Linked DNA regions of Mus musculus: regions 2, 3, 4, 5, 6 and 7 are each linked to region 1. The links are chromatin contacts, called in public ChIA-PET, HiChIP or PLAC-seq and Micro-C maps. All regions are on one chromosome and are shown on one strand. Each heading gives the region's core, a stretch centred on a gene start, on an enhancer-like site or on the middle of the called end of the contact. The rest is flanking DNA. Distances are from core to core; before and after follow the strand shown.

Region 1 (3,116 bases), core at 419-2,918:
CCGAGAAAAGCAGGCAGGCCCTCCGCAGTTATGCCTGGCTTGCTAGTAAACAAGCCGGAGTTAAGCCCCTCACCCATATCTCTGGTCAAGGAAAGAGAAGTTTTGGACAGCACACACCTGAGCTAAGCCCACACTCTTCCTGCATTCTGGGTCTGCAGTCAGATTTAGTGCTCCAGCCTGACAGCTGTCAATCTGCAAACTGACAGTGTCTCGTGAATTATTCTCCAATGACTCAATACCTGGTGCTGCACAAATGCTTGCTTCTGACATTAGTAATAATGGCATTAAAATAATACGCCTGTATATTCATGGAGTCCCTTCCTGTACACCATGTGGAATAAAAAATAAAATAAAATAAAAGTCTGTGGAGGATGAGTTCAACCCTCCCCAAAAGCTCCTAGGTCTCCTAGGCAAATGTCAAGGTTTCTAAGGTGTCCTTGTGCATGCCCCAAGGCTTCGTGTTAATCGGATCATTTTATTCTTTCCCCCAAACTCAGTGAAGTGTATATAATTGCTCCTATTTCGCAGATGAGAAGATTGAAGTTTTAAATCTTCCTACCAGTGTGACCTTGGACAAACCGTGTAGAGTTGCGGGCCTCCAATCTGATGTCAGGCCCTGAAAACAGTTTCCAGAATGCACAGTTGCATTTGGCGACACAGAACACGGACTCCGTCCCCGAGGCCAAGGAGGCCAAGCGTATGGCTCCCTATGGGGTCTCGCTCTCAGTCCAGGCCCAGGTCCCTGTTCCTGCGGCCTAAGTCCACTCAGGGCAGCCCGTTCCGCCCGGGAAGACACTGGCATGCGCGGGAGGGACCCGGCGCCACCTACTCCGGGCGTGGGCCGGCTAGGGCGTGTAGGGGCTGGGGGATCCAGGGCATGGCCGTGCCTGGAGTTCGTCCTCTCGGCGGAGGAAGCTGGGTCTGCACAGGCCCTTGGAGCTGGTGGGGAAGGGCTTGGGCCGTGGGAGGGTCTCTACCAGATCCACACCGACGGGATCTAGAGCCAGAGGGCGCCGCCGGGAAGGTCACCTAGACCCGCGGCCCGCCGGGCCTCCACGCGGCCGCCCTTGCCCTTCCGCTCCTCGCATGTTCGAACCGCCCCTGGCTTCCAAATGCAGGTGCTCTGAACGCTCGAGCTAGAATCTGGGAGATCCGCTCTGCGCCCGCCCTCCAGGCCTCCTCTACAAGCCCGCTGCCCCTCCAGGCCCGCAATGATCGTCCCTGGTTCACCCTTCCCGGGGCCAAGCGCTTAGGCCCAGCGCCCTCGCCCGAACCTCCCTCGATCGCCTCCCTGGAGACTTCCCAGGAGCGCGACCCGAGGCCCTGGGGACTCAGGCATAGCCCAGGCCCTCTCCGCTGCGCCTACCTCGGAGGCGGTGACGGCGGGAGCAGCGGCAGCTACGGCGGGGGTTGCGGCGAGGAGGCTGGGAGCGCAGCGAACGGGCCGAGGGCGGAGCGGCGCAGATCGCGGCGGCGCGGACACGCCCCAGCTCTGCGCGCCGGACCCCGAAGCTCCGCCCTCGGCTCCACCCCGGACAGCGCCCAGACCAGTCTCGGGGTCTTCTTCCCACTCGCGAGCCGCGCTCTCGCCCTCTGCGGCTCTGTGATCATGTGTGGCCGCGCGTAAAGGCCTGCGTGCACTCTGGCACGGGGCGATAGGGAGGCGTGGGTCTGACGTGCGTGAGGTGTGTGCGTGCGCGGGGACACGCGGGTCACTGTTGCAGCCTCCAGGCTGCTGGAAGCATTTGGGAAGAGGGGGAGGGGAGCTTCCGGCACACAGAGCGGTGGCCTAGGGACCTCAGCGGATAGTGTCGCCGGAGTCGCCGAGGCTGCAAGTCACTCGGAGGCCCAGTGGGGACACTGGGCTCTGGAAGTGGCGCTGTATAGGTCAGAGCGGCTACTGTCCCCTCTGCTCCAACCTTGATTTCCGGAGCCTGCGACACGCCCGCGTGCGTCAGCGAGTCAGTTGCAAATTAAACTCTCCCGAGAGCCGGCTCCGCACTGTAAAGTTGCGTGCAATCTTCCCTAGTGTCAAAGCCTCTTTCCGCCATTTCCCAAGCATTTAAGAAATTAAAAAAGACAAAGTGGGTTTGTGAGACTGCGGAGTCTCGCTACGTGAGGTCACGCGGGTTCTGGATGTCTGCTTTCCTGCAGTGTAGAGAGGGCGGACACTTTTTCCCAGCCTGGTCTCAGCACGTGGCCTCCTGCCCTGTTGAGCGTGCCACACCAAGACTAACCAAATCAGGTTTGGAGAGTTTGTGAAATCACATGTGAGTGAAGACTTCACACCCTTTGCCTTCTACTAACAGACGTCCGAGGAGAATTCAGGCATTTGGGGTCCAGTAGAGGAGACGCCAGGTGGTTGCTCACAACCTGCTGTAGCTGAACAAGACAGCTGGGCATCCGCAGCCACTCTAGATTGAAAATGCTGTTCCGTGGGCTAAAGGAAGGGAACCAAGAGAGAGAGAGGCCGAGGAGAGGGAATGTAAGGGGGCCTAAGCCCATATCTAGTTAAGACTATGAGGGAAAGCCCTTCGAAATAGAATGTGGGCAAACAGATAGCTCCGTGGTACAGGGCTTGCTTTGCATTAGAAAGAACCTGTTCCCAAGTCTGCAGCTCTATCTACCCGGCAACAAACACCCAGCCCATTCCCGGAGTTAAAGCCAGGCAGGGAAAGCTGCTGAGTCACAGGGGCGTACAGGGAGGCAGAGTCGGAAGGACAAGACCTGGGGACACAAGATTTGTCTCCAAGAATCTTAACACTTGACCCAGAGCCCTGATGCCCAGGGCTGTGTGTCGTGGGTGGGCAGAAAGTCTGGCTTCTCGGAACTTCGCCCTGAGAGTCTTTCTTGGTTTTTTTTTTTGTTTTGTTTTATTTTTTGGGTTTTTTTTTTGTTTTTGTTTTTTGTTTGTTTGTTTGTTTGTTTTTTCCCGAGACAGGGTTTCTCTGTATAGCCTTGGCTGTCCTGGAACTAACACTGTAGACCAGGCCGGCCTCGAACTCAGAAATCCGCCTGCCTCTGCCTCCCAAGTGCTGGGATTAAAGGCGGTGTGCGCCACCTCCGTTCAGCGCCCTGGGAGTCTTGGTTTTAATTTAAAATGAATGGAGATGCAG
Region 2 (3,154 bases), core at 278-2,777, 710 kb after region 1:
GCCCAGAGAGGCATTTCCTCAGGTCCCCAAGACCATACGTGTGCTCTTATGGTCAATGTTCATCTGTCTCAGGCAACCCCGCTCCCCCATATACCTGCAGTCCCTGCATGACTGAGATACCAAGTGCTGTGAATGAGGTTTCTTAAAGAGAAAAATCCATTGTTAACATTTGACTACGGTAGAAATAGAAAACAGAGGCGGCAAATCGGTACCTGCTGGGCCACAGTAATGTTTTGTTGTTTAAATGAAGTTGACTTGCCTGATACAAAATTATCCATTTTAACTTAAGGTACTGGGAATTGAACCCAGGGCCTCAAGCAGCCTCTGAGAGAATGCTCTCCTACTGAGTCACACCCCAGCCCTCTGTAAGACAATGTAAAAGGAAAGTGCTGTCACCACCACCTGATTCCAGGACAAAACCCGATAACTTGCAAGGATCATCCTCATTTCTCCCTCCCTGTGGCTTCTAGCACTAGCCTGCATTCTGTCCATAAAGGTTCACACATGGTCTCTGCTGGGTTTCTTTGACTTACCATCACTTGTTAGAGGTTTGAGTTGTAGCATGAAATGGCACTATGCCTTTTCTGTGGTAAGTAATATTCCACTGTATGGTTGGACCACACTGTTTATCCTTTCACTAATTGCTGGAGGGTTTGACCTGTGTCCTTCTTTTGACTGTTATACACAGGATTGCTATGATCATCTGAGTGCAAGCACTTGTTGGCATACCTGATTTCTTTAGTCATATACCCAGGAGTGGAAATGCTATCATGAATCTGTTTAACTTACTGGTTTGGTTTTTTTTTTTTATCTTAAAAACAACAACAACAAAATTACGTGTATGTGCCAGCGTGAGTAAATGTGCACCCAGTGCGAGTAATGCCCCCAGGGGCCGGGGGTGGGGGTGAGGGGGGGGGCGTTCCATACCCTGGAACTGGAGCTGCAAAGGATTGTGAGCAACCACGTGGTTGCTGGGAACCAAAACCGGGTCCTCTGCTAGAGCAGCAAGTACTCTTAACCACTGAACCATCTCTCCATACACAACCCTTACCACCCCACCCCACCCCACCCCACCCCACCCCACATCTATGTTTAACTTTTTAAGGAAGAAAAGGTGTTCCAACTTCTTACTCTTGAACGTGTCTGAGTGTCCAGCCTTCGGTTTCCGTCCCCGCTACTGGCTTACCCAACCCATATGACTCATTTACACTATCAGTCTGGCCCCTAAAGGCATCTGAACCTGCCGCCCCTAGAAGGCTGCACAGGTAAATCAACCTCCCTCCAAAATAAAAGTCCAGCGGCTAACTACTGTAGACGCCTACTACACCTCTTCGGCTCTTAGAGCGCGTCTTGGGTTTATTCTCAAACGAGGAAAGTGGCGCTTACCTGAGAAAGAGGCGGCAGAGACCTGACCAACCCATCCCAGCAAGCCAGTTTGGAAGCTGGTTCTGGAAGGAAACCGGGTGAGGCGGGCGAGGCCCGAGTTGGAGGAGGAGGAGAAGGAGGAGCAGCAAGCAGTGCGGCGCGCGCTCTAGAGCCTCGTCCGGGCTGGGGTCTGCAGAGCTGCTGCACGTGAGCGAGCGAACGAGCACGCATCGCGGTGGCCGCTGCACCATGCGCGGCTAGCGGTGGGGTCCCGGCCCCGCAGCACCCGCGAGCCCGGGCGGGGCTCAGGTCGCTCGGGGGCGGTGCCGGTTCCCGCCCCCCACATCCGGGGGCCGGGCTGGGCGCTGGGGCTCGCGCCGCGCGGGTGAGTCAGGCCGGGTTTTCCCTCCGTCTCTGGGGCCAGCGGACGAGTGTCGCCCAGTGCGTCCTTTGCCCGCCGATCCGGCTCCCGCGCGTTCCCGAAGAGCCTGGGAAGAGAAAGGTTCGAGACCGAGCTGGGGACTGCAGCGCGCCCTAGGATTCACGGAGCCAGCATGGTAAGTGGGTAGGGCGGGTCGCTGAGGTCGTTCTCGGACACCCGGCGGGGGTTGGCAGGATGCTGTGCGCGCCCCGGTGTCCTCTGCTCCCGCGCACGAGGCTGACCTGTAAATGCATTTTCCGTGGAGCATCGCCCCGATCCCCACGCCGCAGCTAGGAGGGGCAGGCGCCCTTGGCGCAGGAGTCTGACCTCGGCCTCCGCCCCCTGCACCAGCTCTAAGCAGGCCCCACAGACGGCGGGCGGGAGACGTGCACCCCACCCCGCCCCCTGGGTAGCTAGGAGGGCCTCCGGTAGTTCTGGGATCCCTTGCTTCCTCCACAGCCTTCCTGGGCGCAGTTCCACCGGGATGTCCAACCTGTCTTCTCTGCCGCCTTCCCGGGGACACCACTCACCTGCCCTCACCCTCAGGGTACCCTCTTCCTGCCTCAGCCCCCTACTGTGTCTGGTCCTCACCTGGGGACCTGCGAACAGGGGACGTCCCAAGGTCTGGGACTCTGTTCCAGTCCTGACTTTAGCCTTTGACAAAAGTAAGGACCAGGACTCTTAAGGTATCTCAGTATTAAGATGGGAGCTTGGGACATACCCAACCCAAAGATACAGATTGGGAATGGTTGTCCTTGGGCGGGAGCAGAGGCGGGAGGCCCTCCTGGACCTAGAGATGAGCCTCCTCCCAGGCTCTCACAAGCAGGGCTTCTCTGCCGACTGGCTGCGTGTGGGTGTGTATGTGCAAGACTGAATGAAAGCGACCAGCTAGTTCCCGACACCGCCTCTAGCAGTTTCCTGAGCTCAAGAGTCCCTAAACCTGCGCCACTTCCACTATTTCTTCTTCTTACCTCTTTCCCCAGGGCGGGCAGGAGGGATCTCTGGGAGGGGGGTTAAGTTCCATCCCTCTCAACCTTGCCCTTGGGAGAAACAAGCATGGGGGGCTGGGCAGGCTACGTAGACAGCAGAGTATACTAGTGGAAGGTGACCCCTAGCTGGGACAGCTGGGTGTAGTATAGAGGGCTTTACTGTGGGAATCCAGATTGGTCCTCAAAGCGGAGTCTTCTTTCAGCGTGTGATTCCTTCTTTCAAGCCTCAGTTTCCCTATGTGTAGATAGGGTCCTTTATGCCGTGCTCCACCGACTAGTGTGGAGACGATGTGACATTGTGAAATAGAAGAGCTCAGAAACACTGAAGCACTGGACATAGAGCAAAATGTGGATAATTCTGTCCAGGGGGTAGGGTATG
Region 3 (3,094 bases), core at 70-2,569, 890 kb before region 1:
ACAGACACTGGGGTGGACAGACACTAGGGTGGGTAGACAGACACTGGGATAGACAGACACTGGGGTAGACAGACACTGGAGTGGGTAGACAGACAGCAAGCAGCATATACAGACACCAATATACCAGGGTTGACAGAGACTGGCATAGACATTTATGCTACCTGGAATCAGCCTGAAACCCTCCCCTGTCTCAGCAGGTCCCAGGCAGTCCCGAGCTTCCACAGCTTCAGGAGAACCTTCCTTCCTGTCTCTAGCAAGCCAGGGTAAGTCCTGAGAGGGCCCAGCAACTGCAGAACCCTCCCCCTGGGAGAAGTGGCTGTTAGCCTCTGGGCTGGAGTTGAGCTACTTTCTGTTCCTTCTGTGACACAGGACTCTATCCCAGGGCTTCACGTGCACTAGCTAAGAACCTTTACCAACTGAGGTACAGGCTAGCCATTTTATTTATTTTGAGACTGGGTCTCATGTAACCCAGGCTGGCTTCAAACTTGAACTCAGATCCACTAGAGGACTTTGAACTCAATCTGCCTCTATGTCCTAAGTGTTGGGATCCTAGTTATGCACTACTCTGCCCAGTTTATGTTGTGCTGGGGACTGAACCCACGGCTTCATCATTGCTGGGTTAGCAGCCCTACCACCTGAACTACCTTTGCCGCCCCAGTTGTCCTTTCTAACCGAGCCTGTCGTCTCCAGCGTTCTGACTCAGGTACATACATAGTAAGCCATCCCTCCCTCAAACTAGAGAATGGCTCTCTGGCATGAGGGATCCTGGCTGCTCAGGGGCTGTTCCTGGGTCAGCTGGCCACGCCACACCATTTCCATTAGTTCAGATCCAGCTTCAGCCTGCTCTATACAGCTTTCACAGATGCTTTCGAAAGGAGCCCTAAATCAGAGCCAACTCATCAAGTGGCTCTGACTATTAACAAAATTGCTTCCTGCTAATTTGAGTTTACAAAATAAATGGCTCCTGACAATCTGGCAGGGCTGCGTGGCGGGCACCCCACCCACCATGTGCTTTGGGTACAGGACAGGGCATCCACAGGGGAACAGGGGAGCTCTGGCCCAAATGCCATGGCAACCGTCAGAGAGGACTTGGGGCTATCACAGATAGATAGGCTGAATTATTTGCTGGGTTTGTTCATCACTCCGAGGAGTCTGGGATGCTGCACTGGCCTAGCAACATGGTTACTACAGGGCCTGCAGCTGCTATTATGCAGCTCTTTGTCTAGCTGGGCCTGCAAATAAGTGGATAATGAACAGTCATCAGGCAGAGAGGGACAGTGCGGCCCAGACAGCTGAGCCTGGAGCTGAGAGAGGCACAATGGAAAGAGAGGGCTGGGGGACAGCTTGACCCCAGGCATGCAGGGAGCAAGGGGCAGCACTGTGGGGTAGAAAAGAATCCAGGGCAGAGGTCAGTCAGGTCAGATACTGGCAAGAGCTTGAAGTTCAGAGCCATAAAAACCTTGTCCAGTGGGAAGATGGCTTAGGTGGTAAAGTGCTTGTCACATACGCATGAAGACCAGAGTTCAATCCCCACCCAGCATCTATTTTAAAAACTGCCTGTCTTGGTGATATATGCTCCTAATCCCGGTGCTGAGAAGGTGGAGATATTCATCCCCTGGGCCTTGATGGCTGAATCAGTTGTGCTCCAGGCATGATTCTCCAAAACAAGTGGGTGCCTCCTGTGGTAGCCCCCCAAAGGGGTAGCATTATTAGGAGGTGTGGCCTTGTTGGAGTAGGTGTGGCCTTGTTGGAGGAAGTGTGTCACTGTAGGAGGCGGGCTTTGAAGTCTTATATAAGTTCAAGTCTCATGCAGTGAGACAGTCTCCTTTTGCTGTCTGGCCCCAGCTCCATGTCTACCTGCACACCACCATGCTTCCTGTTACAATGGACTAAGCCTCTGAAACTGTAAGCCAGTCCCAGTTAAAGGTTGTCCTTTATAAGAGTTGCCACGATCATGGCGTCTCTTCACAGCAATGAAACCCCAACTGAGACACCTCCTGAGGGAGGGAGGCCACCTGAGGGTGACCTCTGACCTCCACGTGCCCTCTCTACCCAGTCTGAGACAGGGTCATCCCCACTGTTCACTCCAGTGCAAGCATTACCTGGCCCTTGCGTTTCCATCTTGCCACAGGAATGCTGGGAGGAGAGAGGACCATGTCCAGCTTTTCTGTGGGGTCTGGGGATCTGAACTCATGCCTTTATACGTGCACGGTAAGCCCTTTGCGCACGGAGCCACCTCTCTAGCCTTTATAGTTTGCTTCTACAAAGTCTCATATAGCCAAGGCTGTCCTTGAACTCTTGATATTCCTGCCTCAGCCTCCCCAGTGCTGTGATACCTGAATTTGGGTTCTGGAAGGCTGGCGAGGGGGTGGCAGTCTGATGGCATGTGGTGGTCTGATGGCATGTGCCACACAAAGTATAAAGTGTAAAGGCAGCAACTGGTGACTCCCTTTTCCTCCATGCCAGGACTGGGGTCTTTAGAATGATCCCGAGTGGCCCGTCCTCTGATGCACCTTGAACCAGGGACTGGAAGTGTGTTTTTCTGCATGGTGCGATGGGTAATTACCAGCACACCAACACTGAAACGCAGCCTTGGCTCGAGGAACGAACACAAAATGGCAAGAGCAGAGTTTCCGTCGTAGACCTCCCGCACTTAACATTTATGAGTGCCCATAAAAGGCAAGGTTGGAATTGTATCTGCAGTTCCCAAGCACACGCCATCATTTTACACACTCTAACATCTGTTTTAAGATCACAGCAGAGAGTGTTGGGTAATTGGCTTCCTTTTGTCCTGGGCCCATCGGTTAGGCCCCATCAACTCGATTATAAATTCTCAGGGATTTACCAGTAAACAGCATTTGGGGAGCCCGATACTGTCATTCTGCAGCTCGGGTTCGCAAAGAGGCTAAGAGTGGGTTTATTGGTGCTTCCCTGCGCAGCCGCAGGGCCACAGCTGCAGCCTGAGACACAGGCTCTGCTGGGAAGCCCCAGACCCAGGGTGAGGTGGTAGCAAAAAAGAAAAGCTTCTGTGTTCTGTGCCTCAGTTTCCTCCTGTGTAAAATGCAGCTGGTGATGGTTGTCCTAATTCCCTAGG
Region 4 (2,928 bases), core at 336-2,835, 990 kb before region 1:
CAGCTTCTCATCAAATCTCGAATTAAAAAGAATCTCATAAACATTTCAATACTGATAAGTTAAAAGGACCATCCAAACAAAAGAGTTTATAAAGCTTCGGAGAATCAACATGGAAACAAAGCTTTAAGCTTTGAACCTCCCCCCACCACCACCTCGGCTCCACAAAAAGCACACATTTTAAATGTCACACAAACAGCCTATTCACGGGCACCTAGGGCTTAGATTCCGGCACTGGAAAGGAGGCTAGCTTCAGTTTAAAACCTCAGCGGGGAAGAAAAACCAGAATTCTGACTTGCAACTGACGAAACTCGGAGAACCCTGAATCGAACTCTTGGTTCGAACTTCACTCACAACCATTTTCAGATCAGGGCTCTCGACTCCCCATAAAGGTGTCATCTGTGAATGAAAAGCCTAATAAGGAGACCCCACAAACACCCTGGGCTCCTGTACCCCATGATCCGTTCTCAGAGAGTGGGAAGCAACAGCAAAGTGGAAGGAACAAAGCACTGACGTCAATTACGAGATTAACCCTGCGCACAGGCAGCTGGGGAGGCCTAAACATCAATACCCAAAGCCCGGCCATGGCGATCGCCAGGTACCAGGCCGGTTCCGAGCGGGAAGGAGGGTTTCTCCTATTCCAACCCAGGTTCCCATTTTTCCACTCAAACCCCATCGACCATCAAGGACGGAAATTAACACCCCCCCAGCCTCCCCCCCTTTTTTTTTTCTTTCGGTGGAGGGGAGGTGGGAGAGTGGGGGTGGGGGGAGGTGCGCAGGATCGCGAGAAGGAAGGCGAGAACTAGTTGAGAAATGATAGCCAGAATCTGGGCCTATTTTCTCTTTAACTAGGAATGACTTGAGTCAGACGAAGGAAAAATTTTTCAAAGGATAAATCCGCCGACCGAATCAAAGGGAGGAATGGAGGAAGGGACAACGGGGGGGGGGGGGGAGGAAAAAAAGAAGAAACGGCCAGATGATGGGCGTCTGGAATGTCGGATGGGAACGGCTTGGCCTTTAAAGAAAAAAAAAATGATTTTTCTTGTTTGAAATTGATTTCGGAGAGAAAGTGGGACGAGAAAACGTAGGGCGAAGCCGGATCCAGGGGCCCCCCGCCCCGCGGGTCTCCGCCAGCGTCAGCGGCCGGAGCCTCGCCTTCCCCGCGGCGCGGCCGCGCCTCAGACGTCAGTCAGTCAGTCAGGCAGGCAGTCAGGCGGCTTCTCACCTCCAGTCCCCGCTCCGCTAGGCCCGAACCATTTCCCGACCGCGGCTGCGGCGGCGGCGGCGCCCGGCCTGCACCTTCACCGGACGCGCATTCGGGCCCGCCCAGGAGGCGGCGACCGGCTGCCTGGGGCGAGGGGCAGCGGCCGATCCGGAGGCCACGGGGAGCCGAGGCGGCGCACCTCACACCGCGGACGCCAGGGTTCCGCCCCGCTCCATGACGGCCCGGCCGAGCCCCGGACGGGTGACTGAGGCGGGGGCGGGCTGACGGGGCCCTGGCACCAAGATCCCCGCCCCGTCCGCTGGGGGCGGCGGTGGCGGCGGCGGCGGCGACGACTCGACTCCCGCAGCCGGGACTGGGACTGACGCAGTGGCCGCGGCCCATGTGACCAGGGCCGGGCTGCTGCGAGCGTCACGTGACCAGGCCGCGCCCCTCCCGCAGGCAGCGCGGGGGCTGCGGCCCTGCTGCTGCTCTGGAGGCGGCGTCGGCGGGGCTGACGCGCGGGCTGACGTGCGGGGGCGCCTGGGCCCGGGGCTGGGGAGCGGGGATGCGAAGCGCGGGTCGCAGCAGGTTCCGCGGGGCCGCACCAGCGTCAGACCCGGGGACAGAACCCGGCCCGGGGCACACGCCCTCCTGCGCAGCCCGCTAGGGAGGCGCCGCGGGGCGGGGCGCAGCCCGGCCGACCGGTTTTGGGGTGCAGGTGAAGGCCCAGGCCCTGCCGCCCGTGTCCCGCAGCGCACCGCAGGAGTAGAGAGGGAAGGATGACGTGGAGGTCCGCAGCGACGTCGTCCACTGCTGCGTGTGACTTACTGTGGGAGGATAAGCCGGCCCTGCATCGTCTTAAAAAAATAAATAAATAAATAAATAAATAAGTAAATAAATAAATATCAGCCTCTGTGGGCTACTTAGTGGATTCAAGGCCAATCTGAGCTACTAAGAAAACCCTGTCAAAACAACACACGGCGACACACACACACACACACAAACACCATCGCTCTTAACATCCTGCTAGTCCAGACAAGCCATAATTTAATTGGAATCAGTAATTAGACAAAGTTTTAAGGTTTCCTAGAATCCAGTAATAGTAGCGCAAGAAAAGTGTCCTCTTCCTCTACATCTGAAAAACATACAATCCTGTCATTGGTGTCCCATGTCTCTTATCTGCTTTCTTTATTTGATGGTACCTCATGCAGATTCTCCACCTCTAACATCTTGAAACACTTCACTCGTTATTTGTAGTTTGTAATTTCACAGTTTGGAAATCCACTCAACTACACACGAGTTCTAAGCCATGTCTCAAAACCACTATCGAGGTATGGTCTGGCGCACACCTTTAATCCCACCACTCTGGAGGCAGAGGGAGGAAGATTTCTGTGAGGCTGATATACATATCCAACACTGGGCAGGTCAAGGATATATAGTGAGAGCCTGTCTCAAAAAGAAAAACACTAAATAAATCTTAAGTTTTACATAGGGTTTCCTCTGTGTAGCCCTGGTTGCCCTGGATCTCACTTTGTAAAACAGGCAGGCTTGGTGCTCAGAGATCTGCCTGCCTCTACCTCTGCTTCCTAAGTGCTGGGATTAAAGAAGTGTATCAGTGTGCCTGGCCATCTTTTCTACTTCCTTATGAAAAATACTGGTGGTGGTGAGATAGTTCAGTGGCTTAAAGGCACTTGCCCACAATCTTGGTGACCTAAATTCTATCCCTG
Region 5 (2,833 bases), core at 224-2,723, 560 kb after region 1:
TATTTGCAGAATCCAAGGGGCTAGTTGGTTCTGGTATCAGTTGTTTGGGATATTGGGCTGCAAAGACGTAGCTCTTGCCTCCAGCCACAGCTTCTGGCCACTCCTTGCTGAAGAATCATCTTCCTGTCTCCAGAAAGGTCTTGGCTGTTGTTATAAAGGATTGTTTTCCAAGACAAAGGGCTGCTGCCTTCAGACATGCTGATGGGTTTCTCTGCAAAATATCATTAAACAACCAAAGGCATAGCTGAGCTTGTTGGCTGTTGAGGTTTCCCCATGGGAGGAGGGATGGAGGGTCTTGGGACCTTCACCTGACTATCCAGATACTCCTTCTAGCTGATCATAATTGTGTTCTTTCCTAACTGTGTGTGGCCTTGGGGGTTTCAGGAGGGGCTTGGAAGACCTGAAAGAAGGGGGCTCCATGTATACAACCACAGAAGCCATTCATTTTTGTGCCCACCTTCTAGTGCCGCTTCTCAGAGATCACCCATACTCCTTTGCAACCCCCTCATCCTTACTCTGTGAGTAACTTTAGTGAAGTCATTGGCTCCCTAGGCTGAACTTTGGTGGAATCCAACTTTGGCTAGTTTGTGGGAGCTAAGGAGGAGCAGGGTAGACGATTCCTAATCCCCACCCCTCAATTCTCTCACATATGATACAGGACACTGAGACAGAAATTGTACTTGGAGGCCATAAGACTTACTAAATGCCATGGACAGTCAGACGGCTCTGAAGAGAGGGAGTCAGAGCCCATGTGGCAGAAGTGGGTGTCTCTTGTTTACTTGTTTTTGGAGACAGGGTTTCTCTGTGTGGCCCTGGCGGTCCTGGAACTCACTGTGTGTCAGGCTGGCCTCAGACCCACAGAGAGATATCTGCCGCTACCTCCTGAGTGCTGGACTTAAAAGTAAGCACCACCACCGTGCGGCTTTCTTACAACTTTCTAAGGAGAGAAGTTGGACCACACAAGCCTGTAGCCAGGCTCTCCAATCCCGGGCAGGAGGAAGAGAAAGGGGGTGGGGAGTGGGGCGTGCGGCCAGAATGCCTCCTCTGAGTTAAATTCAACTCCCCAGGTGAGACTCTTCGTCCTAACTAGAGACTCCACAGTGTCCCCAGCTGGGCACCTGCCAGGATCCGTGGGCGGACAAGGCTGCTGTAGGTATGTGTTGGCCTAAGCAACAGCTGAAGGGGTTTTTTTAGGTACTATTTATTTTTATTTCATGTGTATGAGTGTTTTGCCCTCATGTACGTGCACCTGTACGTGCTTGGTGTCAGGTTACTTCCTGTAGAGAGGTTGAAGGGGGTAAGAGCGAGGTTTGGTCGGACCTTAAGTGAGACCGTGTTTATTCACAGTGAAGAAGCATTTCATCACCCACGTCTGGGTGGCCAAAATGCCTACAGAAGACAGTACTCCAGTTCCTTGTGAGGCGGAAACAACTACCAGCTACATTGTAGTCCCACCCTTCCAGGAACTCCTTGGTCTGGCTGCAAGGGACGATGGGAAATGTAGTCTTTTGGCAGGAAACTCTCACTTGATGTTCACAGAAACCTGAGAACTGAAGTGGATGTTGGACTCTTTAGTGCCAGAACCAAGAGCAGCAAGTTCACTTAAGCACTGAGCCTTCTCTTCAGTTCCAGCAGCTGGAACCCTCCCTCTCTCCCCATAAGGTCTCACTCAGGCTAGTCTTTTTTTTTTTTTTTTAAGATTCATTTATTTATTTAAAGTACGTGAGTACACTGTAGCTGTCTAAAGACACCCCAGAAGAGGGCATCAGATCCCATTACAGATGGTTGTGAGCCATCATGTGGTTGCTGGGAATTGAACTGAGGACCTCTGGAAGGGCAGTCAGTGCTCTTAACCTCTGAGCCATTTCTCCAGCCCATCAGGCTAGTCTTAAACTTGTGGCAATACTGGGATTGTGAGTAGAGTAATTCTGGTCAAAGCCTGAGCTCTGACAGGGCTAACACCACAGGCTCTGCCACTCATCCACAGTACATTAAATACATAGACATTAGTGAAAACAGACAAAGGAGATTTAGTTGGTGTGGCCACATTGGGAAGAGAAGCAGATAGAGAGCTTTAGTGACCTCCACCCCCAGCCCAAAATCCATCTTCAGCCCTGACATGAGGTTTAGGTTTGAATAGAAAGCAAGAAGGAAGCATGCTTAACTAAGCCATTGTGGTCAAAGTGTGGTCCACCCATCCCTGACCCATCATTGTCTGTCCTCTCAGGTGGGCTAACAGTTGTCAGAATTAAATCTCTCTCCAGGAGGCAAGTTCTTCCTTCAGCCAGCACCAGGGCTTGCAACCTTTTCCTTCTTGGGACCCTTGTTTCATTTGTTTCAATAGCCTGAGAGTAGTCAGAGACGAGTCTCTAGACCAGCTTCACCTGTAAAGACTGTTAGGGTCACAGGATTACAATCGTGAGCTGCCAGCCTCCCAAATGCATCCTATTCACGATCCTCTAGGGTCCTCACAGCATAAACATCTAGTCCAGTTCAGTTTGACTAGGCAGCCATGAAGCAATTTTCTAACAGTCGAAGCATCTTGCCGCCACCTTTCTGAATGCAGTCATTTCCAGGGTGACCTTTCCTGTGCCTCTACTATACCCTGCACATGGGATGGACTGCACCATCTTGTTCAGGCCTAGCCAGTCCCAGGCCAGGGGTTAATATGAAGACTGGTCAGATATGATCTCAGCTGTATCAAGAGTCTCACCTCAGGGCTCAGTCAGGTGCTTCTCAGGTAGACATTGCCTCTGTTTCAGTAACTTCAGCTTGTCTGTAACATAGTCACTTATTACTTTTGTATTTTTATTTGTATTTTGCTGGGGATCGA
Region 6 (3,003 bases), core at 287-2,786, 600 kb after region 1:
ATACACATGGTGTAAAATACTTTTTTTTTCTTTTCTTTTCTTTCTTTTTTTTTTTGGTTTTTCAAGACAGGGTTTCTCTGTGTAGCCCTGGCTGTTCTGGAACTCACTCTGTAGACCAGGCTGGCCTCGAACTCAGAAATCCACCTGTCTCTGCCTCTCAAATGCCGGGATTAAAGGTGTGTGCCACCATCGACCAGCGTGTAAATACTTCTATGTAGGTACCCATACATACAGAAAACAAACTTTAAAACAATAAAACAATCTTTTTTTTTAATTGTTTAATTCCACTCAGAGCAAATATATTTTAGTATGGTTTTGAGGTAACTATTAATGAAATCAAGGTTAGGGTAAATTTGTATATGTGGTTACTGCTTGCTTCTTGGGTCTGACAGTAGTTTTAGATTGTGCTCTTTTTCTGTAATACTTCGTAGCCAGCATTAGATAGTAAATGAGTTTGGTAAGATGTACTTTCGCCCGAGGTTGTGAAACTCATGGCATAATACGTTTCAATCAGCAGCACACATCTGTGAAGGACTTTGTCATCTGCTTGGAGCAGGTAAAACCAAAGTAGCTAAAGATCACACTGATATCACTAAGTATGTTGCATAACCAACCAGTTTCTACTTCTCTTTGGTCTTACAAGTCAGAAAGTCTGTTTGGGGGTAAAAATAAAAGCAACCCACAAGCTACTTGCCCAGAAAGGACATTTGAATTATTCGACTTAATGTAAACTCTCATAATGTAAACTGCCTTTAATTCTTTTGAACTCAGGGCTTCTTCCTACAAGGTTAGGGAAACTCTTTATGAGTGACCTACATATCTAACCCCTTTTAAAGAAACTGAGTCCTGGTAAATTGCCCAGGCTGGTCTTGAATTCAAGATCTTCCTGCCTCACTTTTCTGTATCCAGAACTATAGGAGTACGATACCATTACAATTACCATTTTAAATGTTATTTAGTCCGGGGCCTCAGTATTTTTTTTTTTTTCGGGACAGGGTTTCTCTGATTAGCCCTGATTGTCCTGGAACTCACTCTGTGGACCAGGCTGGCCTCGAACTCAAAAATTCGCCTGCCTCTGCCTCCTGAGAGCTGGGACTAAAGGCGTGCGCCACCACGCCCGGCTTGGAGCCTCAGTATTAACTAAATACTTGTTATTATAGAAGTTGCCTAGCTCAGTGTAAACTAAGGGCTTCCCTAGGACATTGGACTCCATTGTCAACACTGGGATAGGAGAGGGATGGATTCCCGATCCATGTGTGGTGGATGTACTTCGGAGTGACTATGCTACCAACAGGCTAACGTCAAAATTAATCTTAATCCTCCAGTTGAAAAGAAGAGCTTCCTCCTTAACGTCATCAGACATTTTAACCTTGACCCAGCATCTTCACTCCAGCCCTGGCTGACCTGACTAGGCCGCCTTCGAACTTAGAACACTTCTGCCTCGACCTCCTGATTGCCGCCATGTCCCGCCCATGACACTTTGACAAACACACGTAATTGAACACCTCTTTTTAAAATTCTCTTGCACTCTACAGCTGGCATAGCATCGGCTGGGCCACCAGCGGTAGCCGAGGACATCGGTCGTCTCAGGTAATCCTCAGAGAATCCCGGAAGAGGAGCCGGGTCTCTCCTGTCCCACCCAATCGATTCTAAAAATCCGCACCACCCCTGGGACTGTCAGCAAGGTGACGTTCTCCACGCCGGGTATTTTCGCAGTGGTGACACAGGCTACTTCCGGCGGGCGGCGGGAGTCCGTGACGTGGCAGGCGAGTCCGTGCACGGTCCTCCGGGCCCGGACACGGGACTGTCAGGTGCCCTCGGGGCAGCTCCCCGGGGACAGAGAGCACGGCCGCAGCCTCCAGCCGGAACCGGAAGTGCCACGTGTCCCCACTGTGCCTGCGCGGCCGGCGGCTCCGCCCAGGGCCTCCCTCCTCTCCGGGTTCGGCTGCTGCCTCCGAGCCCGGCGTTCCCAGCCCAGCCGGCCTGACTCCGGAGCCTCTCCGCGCCCTGGCCAGGTCGTGGCCGCCGGCGGGCAGAAGACACGGACACGCCATGCCTCTACTTTGACGTGCCACCCCGCGTGTTCCGCTTCTCCGGCCTCCAGGTCCCTGCCCTCGGTTTTCCTGTTGGAGCTCTTAGGCTGGGCGCTGCGGTCGACCCCGACGGCTCCGTCTTACCCTGAGATCCCCGGGCGCCATGGCCCAGCCCCGGATCCCCGCTGCCCGCGGTGCCGCAGCTAGCCTCCAGGCCCAGAACGGAGCCGCCTCAGCCTCGGGGTCTCCCTACACCAACGGTGAGTGCCGCACGGGGGCGGGGAGGGCGGCACAGCTCGGGCCAGGGACAAGTCCCAGCCAGGTCTACCGCGGGGAGTGGCGGATGACGGCCTGGACCCGGGAGCCGCGGTGGACATGCACCTGCAGATCCACGCTGGTGGGACAGTTTCATGTGTATTTATAGGTTCAGCCTGCAAACAGTAAGCACCTGCAGTATGCAACGTCTGAGATAAACAAGAGGTGAACAAGAATCGTAGACGAAATCAGTTCCCAGAACTGCCTTATGGAGGTCATAGTGTCTGGGTGTCATCACGCAATGCGCCACCTCAGTCCTGTGTCCTGGAGGGCAGGGTTCATCTCGGGTCCGCAGGCTCGAAGTGCAGGGGGGTGGCGGGTCAGTGCTTATTAATACTAATTTGCAGAGATGAATGAATGACTCCGTCTTTGACAGATCCCTTTAGGACTTGCTCATCTCTGCAGGGATCTTTCTTCAAGGATCTTCTTCCTACGACAGTCCTTGGGCCTCCTGTTTAGTTTTTCAGTTGTGGAAGAACCAAATAGATGGATGGCTAGGGCTTCGTTTCTAGGGCCCTCCTCTTCATTTAGAATGTAAGTTAGTCACAACTCTCTGAACCCTAGAGAGAGTACATCTGGCACTATAATTTATCATTTGGCGGGAGAATATCTTATAATTGGATATCTCTTCTAGGATTCCTGACGCCTTCCTACA
Region 7 (2,803 bases), core at 191-2,690, 940 kb before region 1:
GGAGTTTCTCAGGTGCTGGGGGCTTTAGGCTATTAACCCTCACTTATTACCTTTGACTAGAAACTCTTTGCTCTCTCCTGATGGTGATAATCCAGAGTGTGTGTGCGCGCGTGCATCCACGTGTAGAAGTGCTGTGAGGGCGGCCATGTTCTGTGAGGGCGGCCATGTGCTGCACAGAGGCTTGAGGGAGAACAGATATCCCCTGTTGCTCTCTGATGTAGTTTTTGGAGGCAGGGTCTCTCTCTGAAACTGGAGCTCTAGTTTTTGGACTAGGCTGCTAGTCAGGGAGCCCCTCCAGTTAACCTCTTGTCTTTGTCCTGCTAGGTTCTCGATGACAGATCGAGATTGGGATTCAAACCCCAGTCTGTATGGTTTCACAGCACGTATTAACTGTGGAGCCATCTCTCCCGCACGGTTTACTGTGTTGGACACCGTTAGGCACCTATGAACAAGAGGTGACAAATAAGTGAAATTTAAAAATCCTTTCAGTTTTGTGGTGTTGGGGATCCAGTCCAAGGCCCTGAGCCTGCAAGTGTTCTAGCACTGTACTCTATATCCTCAGCCACAAAACAGCCAGAAACCGGGAAACTTAGGATCTTCCTCCTGCACTCTGGGTTGGTAATAATCAGAAACGCGTTGAAGCTGGTTCCCCTCCAGCTTTCCGCAACTGGCTAACGTAGTGGTCACTATAGTTTCAGATTCTTTAGTTTAACGCAGGGTGGGGGCATGGCTGTAAGTGGGTCCCAGCACTAAGGAGAAAAGAGCTTCCGAATTTCAAGGTCATCCTTGAGGACTGTCCTGCAGGACATTCTGTCCCCTCCCCACCTACTCTATATAATAATGTGTTAGCATTCACATAAACGTGACACTGGTCTTAGACCTCCCACTCCACGGAGCATGTGATTTGGACCCTTGTGTCCAGCTCAGGGAAAACACCTAGGACTGAAAGGTCCCTCGTCTGATCACGGGAAGTGAGTGGTTAAAAGTAGGTGGAAGCGTGGCTTCGGATTCTTTTAGTTAGCGCTTGGTTTTAATACTGAGTTTTACGTAGAGCCGAGCTGAAACCCTTAGCGCCCTTAGCAGGATTAACTCGAGTTCACTGTGGGGCCTTAAAAAAAAAAAAAAAAACCCTGCAGAGAGCCTGCAAAGTCACTGCCGGAAGTCCCTCCGCGGTGACGAGCACGGCGGAAGTGGGTTCAATGCAGCTCCCCGAAGAACTGTCTCACTCCCGCTCGCCTGACTTCTGGATGGGAGGCGCCCTGCAGCTCAGGGAGGATTGTGGGGGGCTTCTCCGCGCAGGCTCAGTGGCCCACTTCGCGTCGGACCGCTTCCGTCCCCCCACTTCCTTTCACGGTTCCTGTGCCAGGACGTGACGCCAGACTTCGTCAGACGGGAGGAGCCTTGGGAGGAAAAGCGTCTGAGCCGGGGTCTCGCGAGAACGTTTCGTTTCAGCGCAGTTCTCGCGCTGCAACCTTGCTCCTGTTGCAACGAGAGCCTTCGAGATCTTCTCCGCCTCCGCGACCGGCGCCTCCTCTGCGGCCGTGGAGCCGGAGCCGCGGCCCGAGCGGTAGAGGCCCCCGTCTTTCTCCAAGCCCCAAGCCTCCTAGCGGACGGTCGTCCGGCTTCGCCCGCCCAGCCGCGGCGCTCCACCGGCCCACGCGGCTCGCCCTCTTCCACGCGCCAACCCCGCCGGGTTCCGTGTGCAGTGTCGGCGGCCGGCCCTGGGCCCGAGCCGGAGCAGTAGCCGGCGCCATGTCGGTGGTGGGCATAGACCTGGGCTTTCAGAGCTGCTATGTCGCTGTGGCCCGCGCCGGCGGCATCGAGACGATCGCTAACGAGTATAGCGACCGCTGCACGCCGTAAGTGGGGCTTGGCTGGCGGGGTCGCCTCGCTTTCCGGGCGAGGGTCCGCAGGAGACCCCCGCCGAGTGCCGGGTCGCCCGCGGCTGCCACCTGCTTCGGATCCTGGGCCTGCGCCAGGCACGAGGCCCTTTCGCGCGGGCCAAACGAAGGCTTTGAGCCGGTACTCTGATCGGCGGAGGGCAGGAGCAGGAACTGAAAGAGAAGGCGGGCCTGAGACCGTGGGATGGACCGACCGCTCTCACCTCCTTTTTTGGGGGGGGGGAGGGTTTGGGTGGTTCGGTCTGAAACGAGGTCCAGGGCTTGCTGAGCTCGTCGAATCCAATAGAGGTTCAAACTCGGCCCACGGCGAGCATTTAATAAAAGTTAACTTGCAAGATTGTGGCCTCGGGACTGGGAAGCGCTCTGAGTCCCACGTGAGTGGGGGCGGGGTGGCGCCCGGAAGATGTGGAGTCTGAGTACCCACGGCAGGCCCTGAATAAAGTCCATGCTTTTCTTGATAGCGTTTTAACTCCCTTCATTCGTTTTTGGATATTGAGTTAGGTTGGGTCATTCCTTACCCAGGCTGCTCACCTATTCCTTAACAGCGTTAGTTTTTCATGCTAATGAATTCCAGCCGGAAGGTTGCCACAATTGTTAATGCATGACTCAAGGGCTCTGTTTGACTTCTAGAACTTACATGAAGTTATGGGACCAGTATAGACAAATCTGCAAAAAAAAAAAAAAAAAAAAAAAAGACTCACTCAGAGCTTGCTGGAGTAAAAGGGAGTCTACTTTTTAGATATATGTAGGATTTTTTCCCCCACATTTAGCCCAGGATGACCTAAAATTTTCATTCTGCTTCTGTCTGCTAGAATCTGGTATTACAGGTGCGTTAAAATTTTATTTATCTGGCGCTGGTGGCACAGGCCTTTAATCCCAGCTCTCGCAGGGAGGCAGAGGCA

What was found. A called contact is a pair of places that touch in the nucleus more often than the background predicts. ChIA-PET counts read pairs in DNA pulled down with a chosen protein or histone mark. HiChIP or PLAC-seq counts read pairs in DNA pulled down with a chosen protein or histone mark.
Region 2: a contact with region 1 is called in a Micro-C map of embryonic stem cells, with 5 times the contacts expected there. The contact joins the promoter of N4bp3 here to the promoter of Vdac1 in region 1. A contact is called at or near these places in 1 of 484 Hi-C or Micro-C datasets (embryonic stem cells), 4 of 115 datasets of contacts at active chromatin or transcription factors (bone marrow-derived macrophages, double positive thymocytes, embryonic stem cells and 1 more) and 2 of 9 other capture datasets (adipose tissue and liver).
Region 3: an H3K4me3 HiChIP or PLAC-seq map of embryonic limb bud shows a contact between it and region 1, with 4 times the contacts expected there. The contact joins the enhancer-like site here to the promoter of Vdac1 in region 1. A contact is called at or near these places in 1 of 39 promoter capture datasets (embryonic stem cells), 1 of 484 Hi-C or Micro-C datasets (the N1E-115 cell line) and 14 of 115 datasets of contacts at active chromatin or transcription factors (the NIH/3T3 cell line, bone marrow-derived macrophages, craniofacial prominence and 8 more).
Region 4: an H3K27ac HiChIP or PLAC-seq map of extraembryonic endoderm stem cells shows a contact between it and region 1. The contact joins the promoter of Aff4 here to the promoter of Vdac1 in region 1. A contact is called at or near these places in 4 of 39 promoter capture datasets (cranial neural crest, hippocampal neurons, liver and 1 more), 3 of 484 Hi-C or Micro-C datasets (cortical neurons, embryonic stem cells and forebrain), 20 of 115 datasets of contacts at active chromatin or transcription factors (the NIH/3T3 cell line, T-cell acute lymphoblastic leukemia, acute myeloid leukemia and 14 more) and 2 of 9 other capture datasets (liver and pancreatic islet).
Region 5: an H3K4me3 HiChIP or PLAC-seq map of the SCID.adh cell line shows a contact between it and region 1, with 12 read pairs. The contact joins the enhancer-like site here to the promoter of Vdac1 in region 1. A contact is called at or near these places in 2 of 39 promoter capture datasets (embryonic stem cells and pre-B cells), 4 of 484 Hi-C or Micro-C datasets (the Ba/F3 cell line, CD4 T cells, CD8 T cells and 1 more), 15 of 115 datasets of contacts at active chromatin or transcription factors (the 230-238 cell line, the NIH/3T3 cell line, the SCID.adh cell line and 12 more) and 2 of 9 other capture datasets (adipose tissue and liver).
Region 6: a contact with region 1 is called in an RNA polymerase II ChIA-PET map of memory CD8 T cells, with 188 read pairs. The contact joins the promoter of Sec24a here to the promoter of Vdac1 in region 1. A contact is called at or near these places in 2 of 39 promoter capture datasets (liver and pre-B cells), 3 of 484 Hi-C or Micro-C datasets (CD8 T cells, pre-pro-B cells and regulatory T cells), 15 of 115 datasets of contacts at active chromatin or transcription factors (the 230-238 cell line, the SCID.adh cell line, astrocytes and 10 more) and 3 of 9 other capture datasets (adipose tissue, liver and macrophages).
Region 7: an H3K4me3 HiChIP or PLAC-seq map of bone marrow-derived macrophages shows a contact between it and region 1, with 8 times the contacts expected there. The contact joins the promoter of Hspa4 here to the promoter of Vdac1 in region 1. A contact is called at or near these places in 1 of 39 promoter capture datasets (hippocampal neurons), 1 of 484 Hi-C or Micro-C datasets (embryonic stem cells), 37 of 115 datasets of contacts at active chromatin or transcription factors (the 230-238 cell line, the SCID.adh cell line, T-cell acute lymphoblastic leukemia and 24 more) and 3 of 9 other capture datasets (adipose tissue, embryonic stem cells and macrophages).

What each region holds. Positions count from the first base shown.
Region 1 is chr11:52,359,403-52,362,518 of GRCm38.p6, reverse strand. Vdac1 (voltage-dependent anion channel 1) reads right to left here and starts at 1,668. Exons shown (of 9, transcript NM_011694.6): 1 at 1,367-1,668.
Region 2 is chr11:51,649,446-51,652,599 of GRCm38.p6, reverse strand. N4bp3 (NEDD4 binding protein 3) reads left to right here and starts at 1,527. Exons shown (of 5, transcript NM_145974.3): 1 at 1,527-1,922. It overlaps D930048N14Rik (RIKEN cDNA D930048N14 gene), which reads right to left and starts at 1,646. Exons shown (of 4, transcript NR_027958.1): 1 at 1,387-1,646. Gm30058 (a long non-coding RNA gene) reads left to right here. Exons shown (of 2, transcript XR_388627.1): 2 at 1-510.
Region 3 is chr11:53,250,671-53,253,764 of GRCm38.p6, reverse strand. No RefSeq gene overlaps it. Among named protein-coding and RNA genes, the nearest start is that of Hspa4, 48 kb to the left of the region's middle. Within about 2 kb of position 1,319, at least 35 of the 459 cell types and tissues checked have an H3K27ac peak or open chromatin away from gene starts, as enhancers often do. A contact at or near this core is called in the N1E-115 cell line, embryonic forebrain and embryonic limb bud, where this site is marked.
Region 4 is chr11:53,349,424-53,352,351 of GRCm38.p6, reverse strand. Aff4 (AF4/FMR2 family, member 4) reads right to left here and starts at 1,585. Exons shown (of 21, transcript NM_033565.2): 1 at 1,223-1,585.
Region 5 is chr11:51,804,006-51,806,838 of GRCm38.p6, reverse strand. No RefSeq gene overlaps it. Among named protein-coding and RNA genes, the nearest start is that of Sar1b, 42 kb to the right of the region's middle. Within about 2 kb of position 1,473, at least 254 of the 459 cell types and tissues checked have an H3K27ac peak or open chromatin away from gene starts, as enhancers often do. A contact at or near this core is called in the Ba/F3 cell line, CD8 T cells, the SCID.adh cell line and 9 more, where this site is marked.
Region 6 is chr11:51,755,367-51,758,369 of GRCm38.p6, reverse strand. Sec24a (Sec24 related gene family, member A (S. cerevisiae)) reads left to right here and starts at 1,536. Exons shown (of 23, transcript NM_175255.3): 1 at 1,536-2,293. The coding sequence starts at 2,197.
Region 7 is chr11:53,299,116-53,301,918 of GRCm38.p6, reverse strand. Hspa4 (heat shock protein 4) reads left to right here and starts at 1,440. Exons shown (of 19, transcript NM_008300.3): 1 at 1,440-1,859. The coding sequence starts at 1,753.